Regions from separate parts of the Anser cygnoides genome. Here region 1 is linked to region 2. A link is a contact called in public Hi-C data. All regions are on one chromosome and are shown on one strand. Each heading gives the region's core, a stretch centred on a gene start, on an enhancer-like site or on the middle of the called end of the contact. The rest is flanking DNA. Distances are from core to core; before and after follow the strand shown. Region 1 overlaps ADGRV1 (adhesion G protein-coupled receptor V1). Region 2 has its middle 15 kb from the start of ARRDC3.

Region 1 (2,700 bases), core at 130-2,629, 100 kb after region 2:
AGCATGAGCTTAAGAACTGCATATTTTTGTTCTTTTTTAAAAAAATAAATAAAATAATATTGCATGTTTAAAACTTTAAATCTCTGTTCTTTTTCTCTCAGTATAATGTTTTTACTTTGTTTTGGCCTCTAAAACCTCTGGCATGTCTCTTGCCACAATTATTTTTGGTTGCTCTAGAAACCAATGTTCATGTTGTTTGCTACCGTATCTAAAAATTCGATATTTTATCTCTTTGCTACTGAATCAGCTCCTATTCACATTCCAGTTTGCGTCTGCTATTCTAAATGAAGTTTGGTGAATTGTATCTCCTCCAGTCAAGGTCAGGTTAAGGTGTGCACCTGTTCAGCAGACTTCTGTATGTCCACGTTTCTTGTTAAAAGTACCGAGGTTTTCTTAAACTTTTATATCTGAACTTTTGAATATTTTTCTTTTACTGTACCCCACTACTAATTAGTTGACCTTCAAAATTTTTACTTTTAGAAAAGTCAGCCATTTTGCCCAGTTTAGAAAATCATCAATCAACTGCTACTTCCAGATATTTTCAGGGTTTCTTGGAAACACTTATTTTATATATAACAGTCAGTAATGCAGTCATGTTGAACTAGTGTGTTCAAATACGCAATGGGAAAAGATATTTTATTCATATCTCTGTCAGCCAAAACAACCACATAAGGTCTATTTGAATAATGGAATACCTCCCAGGCTTGATTTGCTTTTCTCTTGACTTAAGATCCCTGAAAAATGGACTTTTGCTACTGTTGACATGTAACATTTCACCATTTCTTAAAAGCAAGGTTTTGGTTCACAATTACTTTTTATTTTAAAAATTTAGTTATTTTTTTTACTGGGAGTAGGGTGTGGTAAGGACTAGTACAAGGTACAAGAAGCCACAACAGAGGTAGCTTGGGAGTACCTAACACTTTGCAGGTTGCAGTGTGCATATATTCTAAATTACAGGATAGAGGGTCAGGGTGTCCAGTGAAGTTTGTTGGAAATATAACTGAATAATAATCAAGATCATAATGAGAAAGGGTTCAGATAAAAGGATTCAGCTCAGGGGAGAAGCCTCGGCACAGACCTAAAGCCTAACCCCAGCCTCTGCAAACGAGGGGAAGGGATCCTCCCACCTCCCTGAACTTTGGATCAGCCTCGACTGAACGGTAAATATGCCGCTGATGACCTCAGCTACAGAAACCAGAAACACCCCACAAATCTCATGAAAAACAGAGCTATCTTTTATATTAATACAGCATGTGCAAAATGGCTTGTGAAATCCTAACCTTTTGAGAGCCACAGCAGCTTATTCCTTCACTCCTGACCCCAACAAACAGCTTGCGAATAAATCCATTCAGGCAGTCATATGTAAAAAGGTAAATGTTCCTTTCTCGTCTTCCAGCTGAAAGGGTCGGGAGCCCAAGTCTTTCACAGGAGAGGACAGGGTGTGCTTCTGTGACACGGATGCTGCCTGGGTGGGATAATCAGGATCATGCCATAGAGGAACTCCAAGCATCAGATATCCTAAACATGCTCCTTAGCCTTTTCCTTTTACACTTTTCTAAATGTGTTTTGGGATTTCCTACTTTAAGAACATTGGATGAAAAAGTTTTAAGATACCTTTTAAACTTTCATCTTGGCCTTGGTGAACAGAAGGGCTTTAGCTGTATTTATTTGCTGGGTGACTGTTTACTCTGTGACGATGTAAATCAGATATTGTACCCCTAAACAGCACTTTGCATGTTTATTCTTGAAGATACAGGGAAAGGACTGTCCCTCCTCTGCATGCACATGAATAGCTTGTACTGTAAACTCCTCTCTGATGGAAACCATTTCCCACAGGAAGTGCTTGGAAACAATCTGTCCTTAGGAGATGATTTTTCTATCAAGTGCATTTCCGAGGAAATGTTTGTCATGCGGCTAAACAACTAAATTGGATAATATACAGTGCCTTTGCAGTCTCCTGAGCTGGATCCATCTGGATATCAAACACATTTAATGGGTCGTGCTCTGCTCTGCTCAGGGTCTGTAACTCCTGAGCAGCAGGGAAGCAGGGCTCTGCTCCTGGTAAACTATTTCATGTTCTCTTTCCTGTTGGGAAAAGCTTTTAACGAATGCTGAACTGCTTTCAGACTGAAGCGGGGCACACGCGTAGCAGGAATGCCCACTAATAGACGGTAAAGCAGCCTTTGGAGGCAGAAGACCTCGTCCCAGATTTAACAACCACTGCCTGAGAGCTGATGAAGGCGCAGCGCGTGTGAATGACGCGCGAACAGCACGTGTGGAGAGACAGCAAGTTCCACAGGAAATCACTTTCGTAACGTGCCATCCACACCTAAGCCCCTTTTCACACCCCTCTCTCATCCCCAAACAGGCTGAGGTCAGGGACTTGGATGACACTGTCACACCAAGACAAATGTGTCTGTCTGCAGGCCAGGAGGAGCTTCCACCACTGCGTGCTTGCCCCCCAAGACCGCCCTGATGGCTCCTCTCAGGGGAGCACGACCTGAAAAAGCTGTATTTGCTACAAGAAGTGTGTGTAATGCGTACTTCTCTCCTACAGAAACAGCCTGTGTGATGACCCTTTATTTTATTAACACAAATCAGTATATCTGCTTATCTGAATAACAGCACAGCTCGCAGACGTTGGGTGTTATTTGCAGACTGTTCGCCCTGATGCTTCACCGTTCTTTTAACTCGTGCTGA
Region 2 (2,700 bases), core at 15-2,514:
TCAGCGGCGAGGCCCTGCCATGGCATCTTGCTTCCGCATGCCACACGCAGCTGAGCCCGCCGCGGCGTGGATTATCGTCGTCCTCCGGCATCGGCGTGTTGCTTGACCTAAGAGCAGGTTCACCAGGCCAGCTGTCAGGGCCGCGGGAGGCCGGCGCGCACGGGGCTTCTGCTGATTATTTTATACCAGGACAACGTTTTTTTTTACTACCTAATTTCTGTTGCTACGTGGCAGCATTAGAATTTAAATTAGCATCAGTGTCATTTAAGGGACAGGGCTGTCTAGCAGTTTTCAGGCAGTATTTTCTTGAAGTCTCACGTTTTTCAACCAGAACCTCTTCATAACGATTCTTTGAAGCCTAGGTTTACTGCCAGCGTTATTACAAAGTTGGAAATTACCAGTTTTGTTCTTAGAGGTCTGATTTTTTTAAAAAACAAATCCTTTGTATTTCTGGATATTAAAATACCTGTTCGCACATACAAATCTCCTACACCAGGGTGTAAAACTGACAGCTCTTCCACATCTGCTGCCCGTGTGGTATCCATCCAAGGGATGGCAAGTTACAAAGCTTGCACACTTACACTTCCAAAGAGAGACATTAGGCAATGTCACAAAACCAATCAGCATCTTTTTTTTTTAGCAGTTACCTCGCTAAAACATGTACGTAGCACTTAACCCTTCTTTGGGGCTTTGTTGGGCTGGGTTTCTGTGACAGCTCTTCCACTTTCTTCCCCGGGAAACCAACTTGCAGAGGCAGGCGGTCAGGCATGCTCCACCTGCCACACAGATGATACCCTTGAAATAGGAAATAATTAACCTATTTCTTCTCCCAGCAGTCGCTCCCTCCTGGAACTCCCCTGCCCAGCTACAGCCTGATATTTTTAGAGCTGGATCTCCCTGCCTCCTGACCTCGTGGACATCAGGACGCGGCGGTAGCTTCTGAGCTAGGGCCAGATGCGGCCACGAAATCTGAGTTGGACGGCGAACCCCTCGTCTGATCCAGCTCCTAACAGACGATTCCGCGGTCAGAAGGACGTCGTGTTTTCAGTGTGCTCCAGGCACCTTGCTGCTGACGTTAGCCAGACTTGGGTGAAGGACAAGGACCTCAAACAGCGAAGGTGAGAGCTTTAAACGTAACAAAAAATCAAGCAGTTTAGATGCGTTTTTAATGAGGTAGGAACGCAAGAGTTAAAAAAATGACACCAACCCTAAGCCCGGGAACTAATCATAAAGTGCAAAGCCAGGTACTAAGTGCTCATACTGAAGTATTACACAAGGAACACAAAAAAAACATCCCTGTGATGGAGCATCAGCGTCAGGGAGAGCAGCAAGCCCCACCACAAGCTCCCCACAGGGTTTCTAGCAGGACCTGCTAGCTGTTTGCTGATTTAACAAATGTTATTTCTAAAATTTATTGGTTATCGTGATGCCATTCCGTCTTTCTCCACGGACATAACGATGCTCCCATTTTCGAATGAATATATGGGAGAAGCACAGGAGGAGGGATAAATCATTGCAAAATGTAATACTTTTTTATTATTTTTGTCCGAAAATTAATGAAGTTGCCTAGATCTAAACAAGGCCTTGCTGTCATCAGGCTGCCTAGATTCAAAATGAAACTTCCCACTAGAGATGGTCACAGCAATGTTGAAGGCAAATCTGTCATGTTTGTCCATCAGCTAAGCAGCACTTCATAAATCCTTCCATGGTTCTGCTAGCTCTGTAAAATATGTACAATATTCCCTGGGTAATGATTTCTGATTAATAAATGTGTTTTACTATTATTATTATTATTTACACCCCCATTTGGGAGTATATTCTAAAGGCGTTGAAGTCTGCTAGCACCAATCCATTTTTCTGGCTAGCCAGGCTAAGAGGAAGCATCTTCCTAACATCTTAAACTCCAGCTCCCATTTCCAAAGCTGTTTCAGTGTTAAACGTGTTATAAACAAAGAAAAAGCTTCACTGATGTTTTACAGCTATTTAATTATCTCCCATAAATTAAAGCAAGTGTTCTTCATACCTATCTTTTACCAGTTTAAGACAGGAAAGACAGTTTTACTGCTGCCCGTTATGTTTTAGTGCATCAGACACCATTAATTGTGACAGGGTTCCACACCTCTAAAGCAATAAAGCAATTTGTCTGCTGTATCACATAAAGGTATCCTCCCAAAGAAAACAAATAAAGAAAGCAATACCTGGCCTAGGCAGCAGTGGAACAACACAGTTTAACTTCAAAACCACATGACTGTTTACTTTTCTTCCCAAGGTTTTCCTGTTTTTGTTTTTTTTTTTCCCTTTATAATTCAAAGTAATTTAAAGATGGTAACAACCTTCTCTTAATCCCATCCCTGACTTCCCTTTTCTATATTTTATTCAGATTTTCCAGTGTTCCAAAACATCCTACTTCTTTGAATGCTTGTCTTTGCTCCTATATCCTACACAACCAATACAGCCAATCATACAGCTCAATTTCCTCAAAAATCGTCTTTTGTCTACCTTCTGTACTTGAAATACTTTCCCAGAATGTCCTTAAAAAGCCACTATATATTTTCTCCTTAAAACCATATTTTTATTGAAAAAATACCAGGAATAACAATTAGATAGAAGGCTTGTGAATTCACAGTATAAAACTTTCATTTGTTTTCACGATATGACCCAGTCAATAGGCAGTTGCAACATGGCAATAAATTTAAGGGG

What was found. A called contact is a pair of places that touch in the nucleus more often than the background predicts.
Region 1: a contact with region 2 is called in a Hi-C map of liver, with 3 times the contacts expected there. The contact joins two enhancer-like sites. A contact is called at or near these places in 2 of 7 Hi-C or Micro-C datasets (both in liver).

Annotation. Positions count from the first base shown.
Region 1 is chrZ:3,532,777-3,535,476 of Taihu_goose_T2T_genome, forward strand. The region is part of intron 86 of ADGRV1 (adhesion G protein-coupled receptor V1); the gene reads right to left. Among named protein-coding and RNA genes, the nearest start is that of ARRDC3, 120 kb to the left of the region's middle. Within about 2 kb of position 1,380, at least 2 of the 3 cell types and tissues checked have open chromatin away from gene starts, as enhancers often do. A contact at or near this core is called in liver, where this site is marked.
Region 2 is chrZ:3,430,382-3,433,081 of Taihu_goose_T2T_genome, forward strand. No RefSeq gene overlaps it. Among named protein-coding and RNA genes, the nearest start is that of ARRDC3, 15 kb to the left of the region's middle. Within about 2 kb of position 1,265, at least 2 of the 3 cell types and tissues checked have open chromatin away from gene starts, as enhancers often do. A contact at or near this core is called in liver, where this site is marked.